Regions from separate parts of the Mus musculus genome. Here regions 2, 3, 4, 5, 6 and 7 are each linked to region 1. The links are chromatin contacts, called in public HiCAR-type and promoter capture Hi-C maps. All regions are on one chromosome and are shown on one strand. The core of a region is the stretch at or near the end of the contact, and the rest is flanking DNA. Distances in the headings are between cores, read along the strand shown.

Region 1 (3,562 bases), core at 257-2,756:
TCTTTGGCACTTGCAATGCTCCTTGTCCCTTTGAAAGAGGAAGCAGTATCTATAACTTACACCTACACTTCCAAGCTTCATATTACATGAGAAATTTAAGAACTAGCAGAGACAAATGCCCTTAGGGGTCTCCAAGCATGGTCTCCTTCTCTATCTTGGCAGACCATGGTACCATAAACTGTATCAATGTGACTCTAAGCATTTCCTGGAGATGCAAACATAATGGGGCTCAATTAAACTATTATATAATAATTAATGTAATTAGTAGTCAGATGAATGAAGTAAAAATAAAAGTCAAAGTTCACTGGGTACATTTTCAGCACTTAAGTGTCTATACTGAATTTTTACAGAAACTGCGTCTCACAATGCAGCAGTTTAGTATGTACCTCTAGTCCCTCTCGATAATTAAAATCTGTTCTTGGTACAGATCTTTCACTTTCAAATGGGAGAAAAAAAAGAAGAGGCACACGTAATTTCTACCGCTGTCATAAACAGCTGAATCATTCGCATAATCAACAGCCCAGAATTCTTCCACAAGCTCTCAGGGCAGGTTTTGCTTTTTGAAAGCTCAGAATGTAAACCAAACCCTTCCCTACCAAGATATGTAAGAATTAACAAAATCACGGGATTCCCAAAGGATACTCTGACTTTAAAAAGGAGCAATGTTACATACAGTTCATCAAACGGGAAGCCTGAACTACGGATACAAGTCACTCTGGCAAATGAAAAACACACCAAGGAGGATATGATTTCAAGGCCCTTGAGCCAAGGCCAGCGGGCAAGTGCCCGGGATACAGGGGCGCAGACTTCGCGCTCCCCACGAGCCACCAGCTGCTGCCAAACTCCAGGTTGAATTCCAGAACCTCACAGTCCTGGCTCCCCCGGGGGATTTACGGGCCCAACCAGGGGAAATGAATAAATCTGGTCCACCAGGAGGGGTGGCATCCTTGAAGAGGCAGCTTGGCGCGGACCCTGGAGCTAGCACCGGACCGTTGGCGACGCATGGGACTTGGGGGACCACAGAGATCTCCGAGGACGCGTAGGTGTTCTGGGTTGTTTAAGGGTGCCTGGGGATTGTGAGCTAGAGGTTCTCCGGGTGTGGGTGAGGGGTGTCCAAGGCCTGAGGATCCCCAAAAGGTTCTGGGGCTTGCAGTGTGTGCTGACTGGAGAGACACCCCAGACACGGCCCAAGGGATGCGATGAGGCCCTGGATGCTACGGGACCCAAAACAGAGCGTGGGCCACTGGGAATCCCGTAACCCTAAGCAGTTGCGCGGGGTACTCTGCGGTGGCAGCCGGCTGGGCAGGGGATCGGGCACCAAGACCCCTAAGGGCAAGACCTCTGGCGCTCACCCGAACAACCCTCGGAGGAAAGAGTGGGAAGCCTTCACTCGCTTCTCGGCCTCCGCCATAAGCTGGACCGCTTCTCGCTCCTTCCCTGCGTTGTCCATGTCACCCGCTGCAGCCAAAGCCTCCTCTGCTGACTAGCTAGGCTCCCGGGACGACTTAGCCCTCCCTCCAGCAGGTGCGGACACGCAGGCGCGGCACGCGTGGCCTTTCGGGATCTGTAGTCCTACATTCCACCTTAATGCCAGTTTGTCAGAGACCACAACTACAGTTCCCAGCAGGCTGCTGGGCAGGGCCGGGCGTTCTCCCGGACTCCCTGGAGGAGGGGGAAGGGGCGTGGCCTTCTGGAGGGGTCTTGGGCCTTGGACCCTTGGAGGTAGACTTCAAGGTTGAGAGAGAGAAAGAAAGAGAGAGAGAGACAGAGATAGAGACAGAGACAGACAGAGAGAGGGAGACAGAGAGACACTCTACAAGCAATACTGCAAAATTTAATCTAATGCAGCAGTTCAGCTCAATTTAGTCAACCATGTGGTGCCCCACCTCCCAACTCTGCCAGAAAAGCAGCAACAGCTGGCCTAAAGAGCTATTTTTAATTTCTGACAGCAAGACATTAAAAATGCATCATCATCCCCAATATAAATTCAGAGTTGATTTTAAGCGTCCCCAAACTACAACTTTCCATTTGGTCCTCTTGTTTAAAAATGGATTGCATATCTTTCCTGTAGGCACAATCTACTCTTGTTATTGACTGAATTCTATTAAATGGCTATAAGCCAGTGAACTCTCTTATGCTTTACATAATGCTGGCTATAGTGGGTGGATCTTGACAAAATTCCTGTCTGCCAGGAAGACTTCTAATCTACTAAATATCCATAGATAGATGCAATCCTGTGCCAGTGACTTCTAGGCCTGTCCCAGAGGGAGGTGTTTTTTAATACAATGTCTAGACCATTTATGCTTGGCAGTGCTACTTCTTAGGTGGTGCAGCAAATAGAATTACTGCCAAATGAGAGTTTCTGATGATTTAAAACTCTTCATGAATACGCTGTAGGAACTGGCAAGCAGAATTTGTCTAAGAAAATGAAGCCTGTTTTCAGAGAACATAGCAAGAGCGTTTAAACTCCTGGAAACAAGCTACCAAAACTGATGTCACAGTGTGGCATGATCCAACCATAGCAGGATGCTCTCAAGATAGAGGGGAATATCGGCTCTTGGTGCATAGTTTTTTTTACAACTACTATGAGCTTGTTTTTTTGTTGTTGTTTTTTTTTTCACTTTGGAGAACTGATTTGCAAGTTTGGAGCAGGAGGGTAGACGGAGGTAGGAAATTGGAGGTGGCAGTGGATGTTGGATTGAAGAGAGAAAAATTGCAAAAAGTGAACCAACATTGGCATTTGAAAAGGAGTCAGTTGGGGAATTTGGTGGATTGAGTCAACTCCTAAGCATCATGGGCAGCAGCAGTGTGTTGATCAGAGCAATTCCCAACCCTGGCTGAATGGAACAACTCTGCAGGATAGTCAAGAAATATTGATCCCTCTGCCACTAGTCTTTGGTGTCCAGATCTCCACTCTACCCTATTCTGGAGTTAATCATTCTAAATTCTAAAGCTTTGGATGAAAAGGAACCAGAATACATTCTCCCAAAGCACACCTCAAAAACCAGACATTTCACTCATCTGCCTTTAATGGATGCTCATTCATTCAGACTGTGGCACCTACCTTACAGTGGCTCTGGGCACATCCTATTCAATGGACATTCCGGATACATTCAAGCTGAGTGAATACAAAGAAGAGTAGATTAGAAGGTTAAAGGCCCACTCTCCATATCAAACAGTCCATAGAGGTTATCCCACCCAGCAGGACTCAGTTATTCGTGGGTTCGAGGGGGACTGCAAACCTGGGCGGAAATGGGAGGGAGAGAAAGGAGAAGCCGAGACCAAGAAGGGATTCCTATCAAGGTCTCAGTTTATTAGGCAGAAACAGTGGTTCTTAAAGCATACATCGAGGGGAATAGGGAGGGATTGAGGGGGAATTAACAAAGAACAAAGAAGTGGGCATCTGGGGACATGAAGGCCGAAGTCAGGCTCCAGGTGGCAGGCATTCTTCGTCTTATCTCCGGAATTCGAATCCTCCTTAACAGCCTTGGGTGTCAGTCCGGGCTCAGCAAGTAACTCGTGTCCTTGGATGTCATGGGAATCAGGAAGAGATAAGGAAGAA
Region 2 (3,478 bases), core at 805-3,304, 2.8 Mb after region 1:
GGGATGGTGTGGGTTTGGAAATCTGAAAAGCATAATGTGCACTTAAGCTGGGCTATTCGAGGAGTAGAGTGCCATGGACGCCATAGGTGGTGGTGATGATGATGATGATGGTGATGGTGATGATGGTGATATATGTGTATGTTATCCTGGAGTAATGTTGTTGTTCTGGTGGTGGTGGTGGTGGTGGTGGTGGTAGTGGTGGAGTGTGTGTGTGTGTGTGTGTGTGTGTGTGTGTGTGTGTGTGTTAGTCTGGAAGCCATGAGTATTGTGTGGAGTGCCCTGGATATTTGGGAGAACATGTGGAATGGACTAACTGGAAGCTATAGGTTCTGGGTACATTTCATACCTGAATGACAAGAAAGTCAGCTTTAAATTGAAACCAGAACTTGACCACAGGTGGAGCTGTGGGTGATGCTGTGTATATGTAGAGAGACAGCGAAGATAGAGGCTTGGTCAGTCTTTCTCCAAACTTCCAGGCTAGGACATTTGTTTAAAACTGGGATTGAAACTATAGCCTCTCCCATGACAGGCAAGGCCTCTGGCACTGGGCTGCATCCTCTGCCTTTTAGCATGGATTCACTTTCTCACCAGGTTTAGTTTTGTTTCCCAGACTGACTTTAAATATGCTCTGCAAGGTCACTCTTTCAGTCTCAGGCACCTGAGAAGCTGGGACGGCAAGGCCCAGGTTGTACTTTTCATTAGGTGTGGTCCTACTGAACCTCTGGTTTCTGTCTTTACCTGTAAAATGGGAATACTAACCTCTACCTAGCAGAGGTTTATTTTATGATGAAATAGATAATAATGTGAACACAGCACCTTCAGCAGGCTAAGGGAACCCTAATGCCCTGCACCCACAATTATTCCTATAGTCTTCTTGATAGCTGTCAGGCTGGGCAGAGGGCTGACTATGAATCGGACCAGCATCAAAAGCAGATAGGGTTCTCCTTACTGCTTCTCTGCAATGTGTTAGGTTCCAAATGGCCTCTGTGGGCCTTTTCAGTTGGTTACAGTGGGACTGATCTGCAGTTATACCAAAGGACGGTATTCACACCAATCCAGTGCTGTCGCGTTTGCAGCCATGCCCGAGGCTGGCTTAGAAGTTGGAGATGCCCCTGGCAGAGCTACTTCCTGCTCTTCATTCTCATAGTATGACTCTGTGGAACAAAAAGACTGAAAGGGGCTCTTGCATAGACCACTCCCTGTGAGATCCTCATTGTCTGATCCATGTGTTATTTCATCCATTCACTTATTCATTCATTCACACATTCATTAGTAGTGGCTTCATGCACAGTGAATGTGGCTCTGAGTCAGGCATAGGAAGAAGAGGAGAAAAACAAAGCATATAATCAGCTGACAGGAACCTCACTGAACACTCAATAAGTTCTGGTAGAATAATTGCTGGTCACCAACTTAGCAGATTGTAGGATGGTAACAGTTTAACCTTGAAAATGAGGGATAAATAGATGGACTTAGGAGGCTCCCAGCTTCACTTGTCCCCACTTTCACTTGAGGGGCAGCACTGTTGGAGAGAGAGCTCTAAACTTTCTCTGTAGGTGACACATGTCCATCTTACCTCTGCTCTGAGTCTCCTTGTCCTGGGCCAGCCTGCCAGTGGCAATGCAATGGTGATTTGCTAGATGCTGTGGAAAGTGGCAGGCTGAGACTTATACTAGTTTAAGATAGGAAACCATGGGGATGTGAGCATCGGTTAGAACTGTTAGGGTCAAAGGACATAAGCAACAAGAAGACAGGATACTTTGTTTTATCTCTGTTATTTCCACAGCCCTTGGAAGAGCATCAAGCCATAGACAGCGTAATGCTTCAAGAAGGAAATTAATGTGCAAATAAATAATTAACGAAATAAAGGGATGAGACCATGAGTAATTTCCAGGATCTGATTTCGGGACTACTTCATCCTGTGGGAAAACCAGCCCCTCCCTACTCACTTCCATCGACCTTCTACTTCAGCCATTAAGGTGAGGCTCACATAGGGGCCACCAGAGGGCGCGAGGCGGCTAGGTTTCCCACACGGAGGGCTTTTCCTGTGGCACCGCATTGGGCGGAGCCTACGAGCAGGCGCCCAGCGGCTGGACGCGGTAGAACGGCGGGCGGAACGCAGACCTGGGGTTCGGGCTGTTGCAGTGTCCGCCGGAGCGGTTTGGGAAGTGCACGGGGCGAAGATGGCGGAGGAGCGGCAGGACGCGTTGAGGGAGTTCGTGGCGGTGACTGGCACTGAGGAGGACAGGGCCCGTTTCTTCCTGGAGTCGGCTGGCTGGGACCTGCAGGTAGCGCCGCGAGGCGGGCCGCTTCGGACGGGCTGGGGAATACGGAGTGCGGCGTCGGCTCTGCGATCCCTACGCGGCCGAAGCGCACAGTCATCCCTGCGGGGCTGGGCCCTGCCTGGCCCAGGCCTCATGGTGCCTGGGGTCGCTTGCCACGCGTCACCGGCCTGGCTTGGAAGTTCATGGAGGCGGGCGGGCCCTGCTTTGCAGGGCCTCTGTTTTCCTGCGGGCTCGCAGTGTTGGCGAGACTTTGGGCGCTGCCGCAGTCCGCGTGGAGTCGTCGCCTGGGGGCGTGGCTGCCACGGCGAGTGCCTGCGGGTGGCCGGGTGGAATCGAGTGCCCTGCTTCCAGATGGAGCCCCACCGAGGTCGCGGTGGCCTTCCGATTCCGCTTCTGCAAGGATGCTGTGCTGGTGGGGGAAACCCTGCAAGGCATCAGCCCACGCCCCACTCTTGCCTAATTGCAGGGAGAAACTACCTGTGGGATTGTGGCGCACGTTTGGGGTCTCTGCACATTTCGTAGTTAACTGTAAAATGGGAATTTCTTAGGACTTACTGTCTTGTTCACTGGCATGTAGTAAATAGTCACTAAGGAATTAATTTAGAAGGCAAAGCTCCACCAGGCATAAAATGTTGCACACTTCTGATCCCTAGAGCAACACCCATCTCTTATTGCTCAGAAACACAGTAATTAATGTTAGAAAGAATTGATTGCATAAATGTCCTTGGCCAGCCTACATCTTAGGTAGATGACGATGACTAATATTTCTTGAGTACCTACAACAAGCCAGGCACTGTTCAGCATTACAGAATGTCTCATTTACATGTCTCACATTGCAGCTGAGACTTGGAGGATAAATAACTTGCTGAAGAGCTAACTACTAATTAAACAGGTAAAGACTAACCCTATCTTATGGATAAGGAATTGGACCCTCAAAGGGACACCGAATGTGCTCACTGTGTGAGCTTTCTGATGTAACCATGTCTACTGACTGTAATATTTAGCTTCCCAAACATTAGGGATCTTTATTCCTTTAACTCTTTCAGCACTCTGGAGGCAGAAGATCTCTGAGTTCGAGACCAGCCTGATCTACATAGTTCCAGGAGTAAATAGTCCCTCTTTCAAAAACATAACAAACAGAAAGATGCTCTTAAAGGCGCTGTGAAGCCTCTGTGCTGAGTGGAAATACATAAGAG
Region 3 (3,416 bases), core at 662-3,161, 3.0 Mb after region 1:
ATCTAAACAGTGTTGCTCAATCACTTGGAATATATTTCTGGTCTTGTAAAACCAAAAAAACCTGAGCTGGACAACCAAAGGTCAAATTCACATGATAAAGGGGATAGAAGGTTAGCTAACTTTCTACTCCGACTCTTCCACGTTGGAGTTCCCCCTGTCCTGAGAAGAACATCCTTCTTGGCCTTCAAGGCTTTGCAGAGACCTGGCACAGCCCCATGTCCTGCCATGCTCCTACCTTGGTCTCCCACTGTGACCATACCCCCTCCATGCCCACGCTCACTGTGCTCCCTTCTGCCCCAAGGCCTTTGTCCACGCTAGTCCTCTGCTGGATCTCTCTTCCTTGCTCTTTAAATACTTGCCATCTATACAAGTGCCCGTTGTGGCCCAGTCCCCTCTTCTGCTAAAATGCTATCCCATCCCCAAGACTCAAGCAAGCACCCTGCCTGAGACGCGCACAGCACAGTGTACCTTTGCTTGTTATCCCTCACTGTGGCTACAGCACTGCCTGTGTGCATCCCTTTTCCTTCTGGAATATCACCGGAGTTTCTTGAGGGCAGGGACGGGCTCTGCTTAGTTGCAAGTATACAACAAGAGCAATAGCTGTGCACCTCTCAATTCTTTATTTAAAGAATAGATATCAAGGGCCCTTTTTAAGTCTCGGGATACACCAGGGAGGGGAACAAAGTCTGTACTATACACTTGGCTCTTTTTTGCTTTGATTTTCTTAGTTTTGATTTTGGTTTTCCAGACAGGGTTTCTCTGTGCAGCCCTGGCTGTCCTGGAACTCACTCTGTAGACCAGGCTGGCCTCCAACTCAGAAATTCACCTGCCTCCCAAGTGCTGGAATTTAAAGGCCTGCATCACTGCTACCCAGCGTGTTACTTATTTTTAAGCAGAAATGATACTGAGCAAAGAAATACACTATCAGGAGCTGATGAATGCCCTAGTGAGAAGTTCTGAGTGAAGGCAAGCAGGGTGCCAGAGCGCTACTCTTTTTAAGAAGATGGCCCAGGCAGGTGGTTCTGAGAAGGTGACATGTGAGCAAAGACTTGAGGGAAGTGAGGGAAGAGAGTGACCACTGAGGATGTGCTGCAAGGCAGGACTATACAGGGCAGGGAGGGAACTGTGGACACTCTAATGGCTGGGATCTCATGGAATTCTTGAGTCCATTTACAGATGGGAAAAGGAGCTTAAAGAGAGAAGTTTGTACGAGGTCATACACCTGCGAGGGGTGGAGATGGCACTGCACAGGAATCTGGTGCCATTGCCAGCTTCCCTGTAGAGATGCAAATCGCTCAGGCCTCTCAAAGAATAGAGGGAGACAGCTTTGGAGGCTCAGCACGGGGCCCACAAGGCTTCCAAGACAACCTTTGTTCTCCTGGTGGGTGAGGACTGGATGCCTTTGGAGTAGGACCAGTGAGCCTTTGACAGTGAGAGAGCGACGAAGCCAGGGCAGGGATTTTCTCACCTTAGCTGTCTTCCTGGATGTCAGAGTAGCCTCCGCTCACACTGGCAGAGTACTCAGGGTCAGCAGTCATGATTCCCTTGGACAAAGGTGGACAATAAGGTTCAGAAAGATGATAAGACTTACTTGAAGCCGGCCACGAAGTTTTCCCGGAAACCATAACCTTCCCTTACTCACCAGACCTCTCTTTGGGCTTGGCCTGGGGCCCCCAAGAGGAAGAAGTTCCCTTTAAAACAGAAACCTGTGCACCTGCACCGGGCTCCACAGGTCAGAGGAGTGCCTAGATGGACGAACCCCAGTGTGTCCCTGAGGAAGCCAGACAGGCTGCCCGGCAGAAGGAGCTTTGCAGGTGGCTTTGGAGCTCAAGAGTGTGCGTGGCCGTGGACAATGACCCAGAAGGACACCCATCAGAAATAGAGGTGGGTAGAGGCTTCGTTTCTGCCTTCACGTGGCGCCCGTGAGCCATCGAGCCCCACGCAAGGATGATACTCCGGATCTACAGACCTTGAAGAGGACCCTGGGTCCTACCTGGGGTGGGTAAAGCATCCCCGGGTGCCGCAGGGTCTCCCCAGAGGCGGGGGAGGGGTCTTCTCCCCCGCCCCTTCCTCGCCTCGCCCCGCCCCTGTACCCAGCGCCGCGGGCTCCTTGCCTAGGGTTTCCCCGGCCAGCGTGCGCGGGCGAGACAGAGGTGGCTCTAGGGGCGGTGGGGGCCGGGCACCCGCAGCCGGCTCCCTCCCCACGCTAACTCTCCCGGCGCCCTCGCCCGCCGCGGGCGGAGCTCGATCGGCGACGCTCCAGGATCCTCCGCTCCCGCCCTGCCTTATCCCTTCCTTCTCGGAGCCCCCCAGCGGCCGACGCGGTGCAGCCCGGCGCGGCGCGAGCAGGTACGTGCGCCCGGGCAGCCGCTGCGGGCGGGCCGGGAAGGGGGCGGGAGCCGGGGAGGGCGAGGCAGCGGCCGGGCCGGGATCTGCGCACACCCTCGGCAGCCCGGAGCTCTGTGCTCCCGCGTGCGGAGACTAGGGAGGCCCGACACGGCTCCGCACGCCGACCGCGAGCCGCCGGCGCAGGGCCCGAGGCGGGGAGTGGCAGCGAAGGACAGCTCGCCTGACCTCGCGGCCCGCCGAAGGACACGCGACCGGGGCTCCGTGGAGCACGCCGGCCCCGCCGAGCCCCAGCCTCCCAGGGCCGCCCCTCTGCGAGCGCTGACCGTCCGGGTCTGGCCTGCTCTGGCCCGTGGCGTATGCGGTCAAGGGCAGGAGCAGGGGGTGTGAACTGCGGGCCGGCGGGCGCGGGGGAGGCGGGAGGCCGGGGTGCTGGGGCTTTCCGCGCAGAACTTTGGGTATAACCGCGTGGACCTGCGTGTATGCATCTGCGCGCCTGAGGCTTTGTGTACTACGAGTGCGTGTGTCTGTCGATTGGGTTTGCGAAGCCTCACCCAGCCTGGCAGTGTGTCCAGCTCCGGGGTGTCAGAGTGCGCTATGGGTGAGAGTGCTGGACTTGGGCAGGTCTGGGTGGATCCTGCTTAGATCTCAGTAGTGCTAGAGGTAGTCTCCATTCCTTTCTCCCTTTCTTCCTCCTTCTCTCATCCCGCCCTCTCCCTCTCCTGATTTTACCCTCTTGTGGGTACCACCACCAGAGTGACCCGAGAATCTGTGAGTCACACTTAGTTCCCGGGTCTGTGGGCATTGCTGTGGGAAGCGTCCCGAGGACAGTGAGTGTGGAACAGGGCGGGGGTGGGGGGGCTCTTGCCTTTCAGGAACTATAGGACTGCAGATACAATTACAATAACTGGTGTGGCTTCGGGCTTGGAGTGTGATCCATGAGCACCAGCATAGCTCTCTCTCTCTCTCTCTCTCTCTCTCTCTCTCTCTCTCTCTGTGTGTGTGTGTGTGTGTGTGTGTTGTGTGCAAGTGCGCGCATGTGAGCTAATGTCTGGATAATTGATAAGCAA
Region 4 (3,472 bases), core at 621-3,120, 2.8 Mb after region 1:
TTTGAAACAAGATGGTTATAAACAATTCTTTGAAACAAAGACATGACTGCCATTCCTGGAACAGGCAGTACTGAACTATTTGTAGTTAAGATTACAGGTGAGTCATAGCCCAATCCTTGAAAAACAGAAGTTTAATCATAAATAGGAATGGACCTCCTTTGTCTTTATGATAAGATGGCTTTTAAGCCTAAGATGGTTGCAGGCTGGATCTTCATTCCCTGCTTGTCTTCTGTGTCCCTGTGAAATCTTTGGTAAGGTCTTAGCATTCTTTATCTGGGTGAAAACAAAATTTGGAGCATATCAAATGATGAAATCATAAATTATACCTGTTTGGTTAGCATAGATAAAACCAATATTTTAAGGCCACATAATCTTGGTATGCCAATAAGTTCTTTAAGTACTTATTTTGTCTCCTTTGCCAGGGAGTTAGTTCCATTAGACCTAATATTCCGACCCTTTGTTGAGAACAAGAGATGTATTCTCCTCTAAACCTACTTCCTGCAAAAATTAGGATGCCACTGTTAGAGCCCAGTAAGGCTGGGGTATTACCCAAAGGCCAGGGTGGGCTAGGGTAGTGAGGTATTCATCCGAAGCTGGTTTGCTGACCCAGATGAAGAGACAGGAAGTATCACATCGACTAGACTGATTTATATCAACTTTCAGCAAGTCCAGGACTTTTTGGTTTTGTTTGTGGAGCTGTTGTGGTGTAGATCGCCTCTGGAGCAGTTTATAGTCCCTAGATTGGGATCTGACAGAACCAGAAACCAGATGTCACCAAAAAAAAAAACATTAAAAGTTTCTATGACTTACCAGAGGATGCCTCCATAAAATAAATACATATGTTTTTAAGGTGTTGGTGGGTTGGTTTTTGATCCTGCTGTCCAACAAACTGGAGGTGTGTGCTTTCTCCAAGGTGTGCACCCCTAAGGTACAATTCCTCAGTCCCAGAGGGCCAGAGGGCAGGATCCAGCTTCTGAATTTCTGAATTCAGCCTAAGATGGAGGCAGATTGGTTCAGCTGGACACGTGGTCTTTGGGAACGTGGTCTCTATGGTCTCTGTCTACCTCTTTTAATACAAGGTTTCTCACTGGCCTGGAGCTCACTGAATAGGCTAGACTGACTGTGTTCCTATCCTCAGCACTGGGGTTACAGGTCTGCACCAGCAACCCTGGCAGTTTTATTTTATGTGAATGAGTGTTCTGTCTATGTATCCATCTGTACACCGAGTATATGATTCCCTGGAACTGGAGGTAACAGATAGTTGTGAACTGCCGTGTGGGTGTGGGAATTGAACTCAGGAAGAGCAGCCAGTGCTTTTAACACCCGAGCCATCTTTCCAGCCCATTAAGTTTTTATTCTTTAAAGTACTGAAGGTATTCAAGCAAAACTCACAAGAGCCCCATACATACATATATGACTTTTTTCTTTTTGTTTGTTTGAGACAGGGGTTATCTTCCCTTGCTGCTCTGGAACTCGCTCTGTAGACTACACCAGGGCTGGGATTAAAGTCGTGCGCCACCACTCCCCTCTCTATTTCCATATATTTAATATATACGTATTCGTGGAAGAGTGGGCTTTCACGCAGGCTAGTGTTAATACTGACTCTTCCAAGAAGGAGCTCGGAACCTAGGGCCACTTACAGACGTTTCCTTGGTTCCACAGGTACAAGGCCTACTCACAGCTATCGTCCTTACAGGGCAATTAGTTAGGTGTGCGCAAGTAAAGCATCTCTGAGTGAGCTCGTCAGTAGCTGGTGGGCCCGTTATTACTGCGGCGTCTCCGAGGCGGAGAAACGCAGAGGAAAACCGGGAGTAGCCAACAGGACGCGCCTTCCGCCGCAGCTGCATCCGGGGGTCTGTGGCCTCCGGACTTCCGGTCCCTCCGCCTAGCTGCCCCGCTTCAGGGATGTGAGCGCCTCGCGCAAATAGGGCGGGGCGTGCCGTGCGGTGCGGTGCGCGTGCGCAGGAGCCACGAGAGGGACGAAGCCGAACCTCTGAACCGCCGCCAGGTCCGCTCCGGCTCCACGCCGCCCGTCGCGCCGCCACCCGCGTCCTTTTCCTCCTCCTCCGCCAACGCCGCCGCCGCCGCCGCCGCCATGGGAGTGCAGGTGGAGACCATCTCTCCTGGAGACGGTGAGTAGACACCCGCCGCCCGTTTCCCGGCCGCCGCTCGCAGCCACTCACCTGCAGTCTTGTCTCTCCTCAGGGCGCACCTTCCCAAAGCGCGGCCAGACCTGCGTGGTGCACTACACGGGTGAGTCGGACCGGCCGGGTGGGGCCGGGCGGGAGGGGCGGCGGCTGGGGAGTCGGGGCGTGGTGGCCGCGTGGCCGGCGGCCGAGGCCTGGGCGGTGGCCATGCCCCGAGGGACAGGCTGGGCCCGCCGCGCCGAACGGGACATGGGGTTGGCGCAGTCTCGTCCGCCCTGAACGGTGTGCGGCCCCGGATGCCGCAGGGAGCCTACTGTCCAACCGTAGAAACTGAGGCTGGGGCGAACTCATCGCCTGGCGGAGGTCACACGCTCCCGGCCAGGGACCCTTCGGGAAGATTTGAACCGTTTCTGAACCCCGATGGCTTGATGCCTTCTTCGTGCGTCGGGATTCTTCCTTCAGTAGATAGAAGGGGAGAAAATTCCTAGTCTGCCCAGCCACCCTTTCCCAGGGAAACCCTTGAATTCACCTTTCTGGGGCGGGTGGGAAACGACCCACTTGCGAAGTCATTATTGTGGCTTCACGTGCCCTCTCAGAAATAGATAATGCAATGTCTATTTCTCTTTGACCCACTTGCAAATCTCAGCCTCCATGGCAGTGATTTCCAGACCAAAGGATGTATACCATAACATTTTCCTTTCCCCTTTCTGGGAGTAGAGACTTTCTCACCCCCATTTTTAAAGATAAAGGAAACTGGGGGGTCGTGAATGCAGTGCACAGTAACTAAGTCAAAGGAGATTTTAAAGACGCGCATACTCAGCCAGAATTGAAGCATCAAGACTGCTGGCCCTGGGACCATTTTTTACTCCATGCCCTTACAAGGTCTTCCTGGGTTGGGGAGGGGGAGGGGGAGCTGACTGTGCCTTCATAGCTAGGCAGAGTGGTGTAGCCACAGCTGATATGAATCGGCTTCCCTCCCCCTCCTTCCCTTTCCCACCCTTTCCTTTGTCCCCCTCCCCATCCTTCCTCTGTTTCGTCTGCTTCTCCCTGCTCCCCTCCACTGTCACCACCCCCACCTTTTTTTTTTTTTCCTGCCTGATCTGGCCAAGCTGTTCTGGCTCAAGTTGCCTTTCTCTCCCTAATCAGGGGAGGATCCCGATCTTGAGGGAAATGACTTACAGGGAAGGGAAGACAAGACAGCCCGCTCACATCCTCCTCTCTGTGCCCCCTTACTTCTATGACTTCTTGAGTAGAGAAGCGGGCAGGAGATGGCAGAAGTTAAGGACTAGGACCTTTAAAAAGCTGCCAATGGAAGGAATATTGAA
Region 5 (3,282 bases), core at 135-2,634, 2.0 Mb after region 1:
TTATGTTATTTTAAAAGTGAGAAAAGATCTACAAAAGGAAATGCCTGAGAGAATAGCTTTCCAAGTAGTGAGTATGACCACTTGTAAAAACTAAGACAAAAATTCTAGAGAATTTGAGAGAAGTATTGTGAAAGTGGAGAAGATGGTAAAAGATGTGAAGGCAGAAGACAGAAGCAGGGTCCTTACAGGTCCACGAACAAACTTCAAAACACTAGAAAATTAAGTCAAAACTGTGAGGTGCAGTTTTTCTACTACAAGTTAGCAAAGAACCCAGCGTTTGGAAGGACTCCACCGTTGAAGACGTGGGGAACCCATGCTTTCACACATTATTTGTAAGAGTGTTAATTAGTACAATAACTGAAGAGAAAATTGAGTCGTATCTCTGGAGTTGTATTCAAAGAGCATATAGTTTATCATAGCCAATTCCAATACTAAGACTCTCTCCCACAGCACATCCATAGTGAGTAGCAAGATAGTCAGTCCTTGGGATGCTGTAGTGCTATGTACAACAAAACAGCCAGGGAAGTGGGGAGGGGAGAGCTTTTAAGATCCGCCAAATAAGAGACCATATAGACTTCCGTTGTAATCAGATCTTGGTGGTTTTATTAAAGTGAGACAAGGCAAGGTCCAATGAGCTGCTCACATGCTGTTTACAATAGTTTCGCGGGACTAATAGCGATTGCCAACCCTACTCTCACACAGTATCCCCGCACTCTGTGGTTAGCATCCACCCACTCACTCCCTGAGTACCCCATCTTTTCATTAGAAATCCTTGCTTTTAGGCTTTCCCAGCCGATAGACAGGGATGTCCTCCAGGAACAAGACCAGTGTCCTGCACCCCAATGTATAGATGCCATCACGTGGGCAGGAAGAAGCGGAGTCCTGGTTCGGTGGGGAAAAGACAACTTGGGAGATATTCAGACAAATGAATTAGGGACATACATCCAGAGTCTCGCTGCAGTTAGGAGCTGACAACCTTGTGGCTTCTAGGAAGACATCAGAAAATATGGCCAAGGATAAAGGACGCTTGATAGCACCGCATTCTCTATTGTGAATGCATATCCTATCACGAATTCCCTTGAAAGTAAAAGAAGCAACTCGGGTGTGGAGGGATGCAGGAGGAAAGCCTACAGAAGGACGAGGTGATGGATGAGATTGAAGTAACTCCTACTCTAGTCAAGACAAGGCTCTGTTCCTCCCACACCTCAGGACTTGTTAGAAGGATCCAAGATAAGCAGGAGCTCCAGAGCCCCCTACTGGCAGAAAGAAAAATAAACACCCAAAGAGCACATGGCTATTGCGCCTGCGTGGCTGGCAAACGCCATGGCACACGCGCATCAACGCCGTCCTGCCCACCCGGTGACGCAAAGTGCACGTAGGCGGAGACAGCTTCTCGGCGTCTGCTGGGGTTTGCTTCCACGCGTTAAGGCTCTGTTGACGCGGACCGGCGCTGGAGAGCTGGGCGCGCGGTGTGTGGTCGCTGTCTGCCTCCGGCTACGCCACTACCTCTCCTGCGGGGCCGAGGGAGCCGTGCAGGGTAAGCGGGGCCAGCGAAATGTGCTTGGCCCGGAGGACTGACTACGGTTGGTCTCCCCACGCGCGCGAGGGACGGGGTTCCCCGTGGTGCAGTTCCAATGCCTGATACCTCCCTGGGCCCGGAGACAGCTCCGGGGGGAGGCCTCGGGGTCACTTGCGCTCTCGGTCCATTCAACTGGCTGTCTTTCCGACCCTGCTGCGTAGCCCTCGCACGTCTACAACACACCGTGGGACTCGTGAGCTATGCTGTAGGCCAAGCAGCAGGGGTCTCTGCCCGAGTGTAGCCCACAGCCCTGCCGCGTCCATTCATTCTGCTGGCTTGTGCTGACCCGCCCCCAGCAGAACCAGGCCCAGGCGCCTCCCCTTCTGCACTGGATAGCCCAACTGGGAGGCTCAGGAAACCGGGGAAACCCTGTGTTCTGATTGTGTGGAAGGTGGGAACGGTGGTGACATGGAAGAACTTACCAGGGGTCAGGGTGGTTCCACCTGAGTTGGTGTGTGGCCACAGGTGCTTCAGGTTAAAGGAGAGAGAAAGGTCCAGATGTAGACACCCAGAATGTAGGACAGGGAGTCAGTGAGAACACATTTTTATTTTAAAAGCATCAGGAAGTAATTGGTTTTGAGACAACATTGCTGAGTAGGTCACAGTGGACACAGCCCTTCACCCTGAGAGTATATCCCCCCCCCCCCAAAAAAAAATCAGTCACCTGAAAATACCTGGTCCTTTTGTGTCTCTGCAGATCCTGTGTGGTGAGGGGCGTAGGGAATGCTCATAGCCAGAATAGGAAACTCTCAGACAGTGAGGAAGGAGCTTCCCTAGGGAGAGGCAGAGGAATGTGATTACAGGATCTCTCCTGGGGTGCTGCAGAGCCATGAAGGGGGCTGAATACCTAGCGTTGAGGGGAGGTTTCCCCATCCCTGTTACCAGCGTTTTAACAATGTCCTTGAAAATAATGCAGCAAGCATAAAGGTAAGTCTGAATATTGCCCGCCCCCCTTCTCCTGCCCTGGAAGAAGTGTAGACTAAGATGGTGTGTATCTGAGTCCCATCTGGAGCCTCATGGACAGAACGAACCTGAGAGTTACACAGCTCTCTCTCTGTGTACTTAGGTCTGGAAGAACCTACTGGCCCATGCAGGCATAGCACCCTGCAAAAGAATCAGGAGGAGGCAGTCTTCACCGGACTGTTCATCTATCTATATCTATATCTATATACATATAGATATAGATATAGATATAGATATATGTGTTTTTTTTTCTTTCTACAACTACCAGGAGAAATACATGATGCTTTGTTAATATGCTTTATTTTTGGACACATGTGTAGCATGTGCAGCAGTCATTTCCCACATAGCTTGGTTCCTGTCTTTTAATGCAAACCTGAAAAGATCTGGCAGCTGCCAGTTTGAATCAGATGGAGCCTATTTCTGAGATCTAGCCTCCCCTCCTCGCTCGCCCTCTAACATTCTCTGACTCCCGCATCTACCTGACAGGAGGTGGACCTCCCCAAGTCACCTCTGCTTGCCTCTGTGTGCTGCTTCCTGTTCCGGTCCACTTCCTGCTCATTCTCCACTTGGCTGTAGTTCAAGCTGCTGCTTCTGCAAACGCTGTTCGGCAAAGTGCAAACTAAGGTTGAGCTGTTCTCGGTGAGCTTTTTGGGAGTCTGATCAGTATACCACCACTGGGTGTGAGACGTAGCTAGAGAAAAGTAGTCCTTCGTGCACTACCCCTTAGCTGTGGACAAACA
Region 6 (3,536 bases), core at 165-2,664, 2.3 Mb after region 1:
GGGAGAATTGTGATTCAAATGTGAGGTTTAATAGACCTACTTAACAAGAACCAGCCTAACACAAAACCTGAGTCTCAAAACACGGGCCTCAGCTGGATAAGAGCACCTGTTGAGTGTGCCCTGTCTGCAGTCTGAGATAATGGAGGCAGAACACACGGAAGTATGTAACGTGTGAGGGTGTCACAATGCACGGGGCAATCGACAGCGTGGAAATCTTCAGTTAAGACTGATTCCAAGTGTGGGGAGAAGTAGCTCAGGGGAGAACCTGTCTCGGATGGCGAGGAGGTAGGCTCAAACCTCAGAACCAAGAAAATAACACACACACACGCACACGCACACGCACATGCACACCCCAATTCAAAATACCTAGTGACGTTGGCACTTTGGGAGCCACCTAACCACTTGGCAAGCCTATTGTATTCTTGTGGCAGAGACAGAAGCTACGTCCCAGTGAGTGGATTTGGAAATACAGAGAAGAGAGCCCTGATGGAGACAACGGGTGGCAATTTTCCTTAAAACATAGCTGTGCAGAAAAGCACAGTCCAAGAGAGATGTAGGGTTAAAAAATTTTAAAGACCGACACGAACAAACTGTGGGTGCAATGCAGCAAGAAATGTGGAAGGTTTAAGATCCAGATAAACAAAAAACTACCTGAAGACGCATAAGACCCTTAGTATTGAAAGGGCAGGCATTTTTTTGTAAGTGGGCTTTCCACATCTGATACTCCTTCGGTTTCTCCTTGAAGCTGAAGGCAGGGGATGGAAAGTAGGGGTGGGTTAAGAGCAGGACTGGAAAAGGAAGATGTCCGACAGCATCTGTAGCTATAGCTAGGAGGGTGCAGATCAGCAATGCCTCACTAAAAGACTGCCCCCTCAGCATTTTATGTGCCGAGGGTCTCAGCACCAGAAAGCCCGGAAGGCCACAGGGAGGCCTGCAGGGAAAAAAAAAATGCTATGATGTAGGTTAAGTCCAGGCCCGCCTCTCAGAGTTATATAACTTCCTGGGCCAAAGCCTTGTCTGAGCCTCTTCCCCAAAACCCACCGCAGCCCATCTCGCGCGGGGCTGCAGCAAGAGGAGGGCGAGGGGTCTCGTCCCGCGCCGTCCGAGCCCGGGTGACCGCAGGTGGCGGCGACTCTGCAGTCGTGGCAGTTCAGAGTCCAGCACCCGGCCCCACGCGCGGGAAAGAAGCTCCACGGGCACGCAGCGGGGGGACTGAGGGTGCGGAGCGGAGTGCTGGCCCGGCAGGGGAGGGCGACGGCGCGGGGACGTTACCTCCAACATGCCTCTCCTGCTCGCCCCGGCCGTGTCGATGAGTGTGTTGTCCAGGTCAAAGAAGACCGCGCGGACCCGACTCAGCCCCATAGCCTCGGCAACCCAAGCAGCGCGCGAGCCGCTTCTGCCGCGCCGCGCATGCGCAAGGCGGTCAGGAACACCTGGGCGGAGTCTCGGAGGTCACCTGACCCTTCCAAAGCTCCGGGGTCTCCGTGGCAAGATCGCGCGAGATTCGGACACTAAATTTTATAGGGTGCGCGTGCACGAGAGGTGGATGAGTGTTATCAAGGCTTACTGCTGTGTGTGGGTGGATGGTCCTCTCCGTTAATGGCTTGGTGGGCTTGCTTAGGGCTGAGAAGGACATCCGAGCCGTACTGGAGAAACTCTCCAGACCCTTGGCTGGCCTGTCTTTCTATGGTGACCGCACAGTCTCCATCAGGAGATGGGGCAGGAGAGTGTGCCCACCAACCTCGGAACCTAGCTGCCCGGTGACTTTAGCGCTTCACTTCTTGCCCACAGCCTTGTAGGAACTAGAGCCTTCATCTGAACATCCTTTGAAAGATGCTTAGAAGAACTGAAGAGAAATGGGAGTCTCTGCAGTGTCTGCCGAATGGTTGTTCTTAAAAATGTGTATTTGTGTTTCTGTGTACGTGAGTGCCTGCAGAGGACAGACGAGGTCGTCCTGGAGCTGCAGTTGCGGCGGCTGTGAGCTGCCCACTGTGGGTGCTGGGAACTTGGGTCCTCTACAAGAGCAGTATGAGTTCTTAACCAGTGAACCATTTCTCCAGCTCCTTTCCCTCCATCTTTACTCATTTTTCTGAAACTCTGCAGCCCAAGTCTTGTGTGCCTATTAATTGCATGGTTTTCTGTAATTTCTAGCAAGGAACCGAGACTGTCTGTTAAGAACCCCACAAGATAAGTAACAAGGTTTGCCTTCTGTTGGTTGAAATCAACCTCTAATCCTTTTTTATTGATGAAATTTGGAGTCACTTTCACTAACCTGGAACTTATTGGGTCAGCCAATGCCACAGACCTGGTTCTGAGCTTTCGAATTAGGATTGGTTCTTACATTGTAAGTTATTCAGAGAAAATGAGAAAGTATTTCATAACATGTGAGAATTGATTAAATTTAATTGTCTATAGTTTCAGTTTTTGTTGTTTGTTTGTTTGTTTTGAGACAGTGTCACATTGAGTAACTGATTGGCCTGGAGCTAGCTGTGTAGACCATGCTGGCCTCAAATTCAGAGTGATTTGCCTCCCTCTGTCTCCCAAGTGCTAGTTCTCCCAAGTACCACCACATCTGGCTTGAATTAACTTCAACTAAGATCTTTGTCTATACTTGAATGATACTGGCTCCAAGTGGCTTCTGTTCATAGTGAACTGTACCCTACCTGGGTAATATATACAAATTGTGAAAAAATGGCTGGGCCTCCAGCCAGTCAGGCCCAAACCGCCAAAACTATGTAAGGTAAAGGCTGACTTCAGCCAGTCATATTGTTCTTGTCTTTTCATTGGCTACAAATTTAACTTTGAGCTGTATTGTGTTCATAAGGAACTTGTTGGCCCACCTTTGCTTGGCTGTAAAACTTCCTGTGTTTTGAGATAAACTTAACTCCTTTTGGGTGTTTAATAATTGGAATGCAGCATCCTTGAGTCTATGTAGTATACTTCTGCTTTTGCCTGACAGTGACAGAGTTGTATAACTTGACTAAAGACTAAGATGCTTAGCTCTGTACAGAAAAAAAAAAAAAAAAAAAAAAAGCTCCCATAACCTGAGGTACACAAGTCACAGATGGGTTTCTGATGCTCAGTAGAAAGAGATGAATGGCAGACTACCTATAGTTTTTGTATTTTATGGAGCAGAGTCAGAGTTGATGACTTTCCCAAAAGTGTTCCTCCTTTAATAGACTACCCTCACCGATGCAGTGGTGGTGAAACAGTTGTGTGCACTTAGGCTAGCAGTCAGCCAAAATTATGAATGCAATATTTGTAATTGCTTTTTGTAGTTGTGTCAAATATCATAATAGATATACAATAAGCTTCTGATGGACACATGGATCTTAGAGACATGGGTCAGGTCTTCGCCTTCTTCTAATGTGCGTATAGAATCTTGTTTCAGTCAGTGAAAAATCTAACCCTAGACAAGCTATTGCAGTCTATGTAATCAATCCTAACAGAGGTTTGTCTGTCTTTGGGATACCATGCATTGGTTGGTATTTCAAGATTGGTCTTCACAGCCTGGATTCCTTCTGAACTTACATGAC
Region 7 (3,301 bases), core at 126-2,625, 2.9 Mb after region 1:
TTATTTCAAGGTCCGAACCTTAAATGGTTTTAATGGACAAGTCTCCAGAGTTATTGAAGCCACACTCAAGTGATATATTAAAATTGTACGGATCATCTAGCCCAGCCTCTGCACTGAACAGACAAGCAAACAGACACCCACACCCCAGAAAATAGTAAGATGGCTACTTGGAGCCAACCAGCAAGTTAAGGCCCAGAACCTCAGCCTATCTCACTTCCTTACACCCCTTGACTTGCAGAGACCAGCATTTTCTGGGAAACTCCTCCAGCCCACCCAAGTACCCCCAGGTGGGCAGAGAAGGCCAAGGCAACAAGCAGCATGTGACCAGCCTCGCCACCCCTGCAGCGTTGAAGCAAGGGAATGTGGGGAGTTTAGAGGCTGGCAGGTGTTGCAAGCCGTCTGGCTCCCTGCTAGGGAGTGGAAAGAGAAAACAACAGATACCCTGGAAGCTCCAGGGAGACTGAGGCAAATTTCTCACTCTAGGGATCATGGGAAATTCTGCCAGATCTACTGTAAGGCTCTGATGTTTATCAGTGGGCAAGATAGGAAGGCAGTCACAGGCACTTGACCTTGTGGTGGGTGTGCTGTGCGGTTCCAAAGAGAAGCTCACATGTTTGCAGAATGCCAGAAGAGAAAAACAAACAAGAAGGGCGAGGGGTTAGTTCCCTAAAACCCATCTACTAGATGTCAAAGACCTTGGGCGTCTTCCCTACTGAAAACAGCATCCTCTAATTAATTAGTAAATTTCACGCTAGGGAGAGGGGTGCTTACGAGGATGTGGGGGAATGGAGGGAGGCTAGGGATGAGTCACGTTAATCCCCTCCTCGCCTGGTACCTCTGCGGGATCGCGCCACCGCAAGCGGTCTCAAACTGACCCTGGCGGCCGCGGAGCCACGGAGGCCCCCTCCCGCTCCGCCGTGGCCTCCTCACCTGGGTCCACTCGCCCTCCGCAGTCCGGCCGGCTCGCACGACTCCCGCGCCGCTTGGCGCAGCGCCTCTGCAGTCGCTGCAGCAGCCGCCTGGCGGTGATCAGCAACCTGCGGCGGTGGGGAAGAGAGAGACAGAGGCGGGTGAGCGCCGGTGGCCGCAGCCCGCAAGCTCGGAGGACACGCTGCCCGCCGCGGGCTAGGGCAGCTCCTGTGCTTGGCCGGCGCCCCGCACCCCCGCAGTTGCACTCCTGGGTGCGGCGGGTGAGGCTGGGCGGTGGGCCCGGAGGTCCCCGGGGTCCTTGTCATCACCTGCGAAGGCTTCCATGGTTTGGGCTGCCCCCAGGAGGGCAGCCGGATTGCTCTCCCGAGCCCCAGCTGAAGGTGGCTAGCGGGTGCTTGCTGGGGCTGGGGCTGCGGGGAGGGAGAGGTGGAGGGCGGGGAAGGAGAGGTGGATGGAGGGGGATGAGCCAGTCGGCAGCTCGCCGGCAGCTGCGTAAGCCTCCCGTCTTCACTTTCCTTCTTAAAGAGATAGTTGGTTTCGCTCTGAGAGCCCTGGAGCCAAGACATCAACAAGCATGCATGGGGTCCTTTATTACCTCCAACTAGCTGTTGCTCAGAGGTGGGGGATGGGAAGGACTTCAAAGGGTATCTATCCCTTCAGCTTCTGGGCCTCAGTATCTCACCCCTTGGCACACATTAAGTAGTAGTATTATCTGGACGCCTTTAGAAACATTTTTGACCCCCTAAACCAATTTGTGAATGTCAGGAGTTATTTAATGCGAACAGCTCTTGCCTTAAAAAAAAAAAAAAAATCTTAAAATCCCGAAGGTATTTAAGAAATGTTATCCTTTGCAGTATTAAAACAGTAAGCTGGAAAGTTGGGCAATAAAAAGCGAATTAATCCTTATTGTGGGTTTGTCTCCTGCCTTTTACCTGACATCAAAGGGCTCAAGGGACCACAAAGTCCAGGAAGCTGGATTTCTAGCGCTCCCATTTCTGGCCGCCATAAGTTAACTTGCTGGCCTGGTTTCTTGCCTGCCCCACTGGGTGCAGTAGGAAGGGGCTCCCTTCTTGAAGCAGCCCTTTCTGGTCAGCTGGGCCTTTGCTCACTACCTTCTGGGAAGTTTTCACCTTGCTGTCTTGCTCTTATTCTAGCTCAACTCGCTGGTGTCCTCTCACATGACTTTGCCCGCCACTCATTTTGCTCTTTTGCTCTTAAATTCTTCCTTGCTGGGCCTCTACCCCCAGCTTTTATTTGCTAGTTCATGGGTTTGGAACAACCGAGACGTCCAGTTTGCTCCTTGGACTCCTCAAAGTCTCTGCTCAGACACTGCTATCTCAGGGAGGTCATCTGCCATTGTCAACTTGACTGAATTTACAGTCGACTCGGAAACATATGTTTGAATATGTCTGTGAGGGTGTTTGCAAAGAGATTTCCCTAAGGAAAGAAGAAAGGCCCACTTTGGACGTGAGCTAGGGCCCGGACTGGATAGGGTGAAAAGAGAAAACTCATTGCGTAGGAACATTCATCGCTTTGCTTCCTGACTGAGGACACAACGCGACCATAAGCTTTCTGCCATGTCTCCTCTGACATGATAAACTATATTTCCCTCAAACTACAGCCAAAATAGTCCTTCCCTTTTAAAGTTTCCTTCTGTCAGAGATTTGGTCAAGGTCCTGAGAAAAGTAATAGACCTTTTCCAGTCAACCTACAGAGCGCACCGACCTCCTCTTCCTTCAGTCGCTTGTTCTTGCTGTATGTACACATAAACGTGTGTTTGTGTGGGTGTAGGTGTGTACCCCGGAGCTTGTATGTGTGTGGGTGTGTGTGCACACCAGAGGTTGTGTGGATGGGTGGGTATATGTATGTACACCAGAGGTCCTTTTTAAAACCACTCACCACTTTCGTTTTTGAGACAAGGTCTCTCAATGAGCCTGGCTGGAGCTCACTCCCTGATTCACTACACTAGTGTGGCCCTGCCTGGCTTCTTTACCTGGCTGTTTAGATTCCCATGCTCACTGGAAGGCACTGGAGTGGCTGAGCCACCTCCCCAGCAATGCCCTCCCTCATGCATTTATGTCTGAGTTTTGCTGTTTTAATTATCTGTAACTGAAAAAAGACAGTTAGTTACTACCTGTGATAATCTACATCACCTCCCTTAGAATGTACACATTGTGAGGGAAAGAACATTTTCCTCTTGCTATATCTTTAGTGCCTAGGACTGAAGCTAGCACATGGAAGATGATCAATAAATGCTGGCCTGGACTGAACTTGGTGCCTCTACTCTCTACCCATGCTGAGTTTTCCAACAGAATTAGCAAAGCAACTTCATTAATTTACATTAAGTCTCTGCACTATTGGCCTGCTATTT

What was found. Promoter capture Hi-C pulls out the DNA fragments that hold promoters and counts their contacts. HiCAR-type assays count read pairs that join an accessible place to other places.
Region 2: a contact with region 1 is called in a HiCAR-type map of astrocytes, with 9 times the contacts expected there. The contact joins the promoter of Nsfl1c here to the promoter of Napb in region 1. A contact is called at or near these places in 4 of 39 promoter capture datasets (cranial neural crest, frontonasal cranial neural crest, hippocampal neurons and 1 more) and 1 of 115 datasets of contacts at active chromatin or transcription factors (astrocytes).
Region 3: a contact with region 1 is called in a HiCAR-type map of astrocytes, with 9 times the contacts expected there. The contact joins the promoter of Tmem74b here to the promoter of Napb in region 1. A contact is called at or near these places in 2 of 115 datasets of contacts at active chromatin or transcription factors (astrocytes and embryonic forebrain).
Region 4: a HiCAR-type map of astrocytes shows a contact between it and region 1, with 6 times the contacts expected there. The contact joins the promoter of Fkbp1a here to the promoter of Napb in region 1. A contact is called at or near these places in 5 of 39 promoter capture datasets (frontonasal cranial neural crest, hippocampal neurons, liver and 1 more) and 1 of 115 datasets of contacts at active chromatin or transcription factors (astrocytes).
Region 5: a contact with region 1 is called in a promoter capture Hi-C map of liver, with 3 times the contacts expected there. The contact joins the promoter of Entpd6 here to the promoter of Napb in region 1. A contact is called at or near these places in 6 of 39 promoter capture datasets (embryonic stem cells, hippocampal neurons, liver and 2 more) and 1 of 115 datasets of contacts at active chromatin or transcription factors (astrocytes).
Region 6: a contact with region 1 is called in a HiCAR-type map of astrocytes, with 9 times the contacts expected there. The contact joins the promoter of Nanp here to the promoter of Napb in region 1. A contact is called at or near these places in 4 of 39 promoter capture datasets (cranial neural crest, hippocampal neurons, liver and 1 more) and 1 of 115 datasets of contacts at active chromatin or transcription factors (astrocytes).
Region 7: a contact with region 1 is called in a HiCAR-type map of astrocytes, with 4 times the contacts expected there. The contact joins the promoter of Snph here to the promoter of Napb in region 1. A contact is called at or near these places in 2 of 39 promoter capture datasets (hippocampal neurons and maxillary cranial neural crest) and 1 of 115 datasets of contacts at active chromatin or transcription factors (astrocytes).

What each region holds. Positions count from the first base shown.
Region 1 is chr2:148,730,914-148,734,475 of GRCm38.p6, forward strand. It overlaps Napb (N-ethylmaleimide sensitive fusion protein attachment protein beta), which reads right to left and starts at 1,507. Exons shown (of 11, transcript NM_019632.3): 1 at 1,353-1,507. The coding sequence starts at 1,450.
Region 2 is chr2:151,492,128-151,495,605 of GRCm38.p6, forward strand. Nsfl1c (NSFL1 (p97) cofactor (p47)) reads left to right here and starts at 2,055. Exons shown (of 10, transcript NM_198326.3): 1 at 2,055-2,285. The coding sequence starts at 2,181.
Region 3 is chr2:151,700,097-151,703,512 of GRCm38.p6, forward strand. Tmem74b (transmembrane protein 74B) reads left to right here and starts at 1,912. Exons shown (of 2, transcript NM_001160363.1): 1 at 1,912-2,349.
Region 4 is chr2:151,540,613-151,544,084 of GRCm38.p6, forward strand. It overlaps Fkbp1a (FK506 binding protein 1a), which reads left to right and starts at 1,871. Exons shown (of 5, transcript NM_008019.3): 1 at 1,871-2,132; 2 at 2,206-2,253. The coding sequence starts at 2,096. It overlaps Gm14167 (predicted gene 14167), which reads right to left and starts at 1,859. Exons shown (of 3, transcript NR_166213.1): 1 at 1,641-1,859; 2 at 811-992; 3 at 114-273.
Region 5 is chr2:150,747,697-150,750,978 of GRCm38.p6, forward strand. Entpd6 (ectonucleoside triphosphate diphosphohydrolase 6) reads left to right here and starts at 1,385. Exons shown (of 14, transcript NM_172117.5): 1 at 1,385-1,537.
Region 6 is chr2:151,037,965-151,041,500 of GRCm38.p6, forward strand. It overlaps Nanp (N-acetylneuraminic acid phosphatase), which reads right to left and starts at 1,415. Exons shown (of 2, transcript NM_026086.2): 1 at 1,273-1,415. The coding sequence starts at 1,362.
Region 7 is chr2:151,631,218-151,634,518 of GRCm38.p6, forward strand. Snph (syntaphilin) reads right to left here and starts at 1,376. Exons shown (of 6, transcript NM_198214.3): 1 at 1,239-1,376; 2 at 931-1,037.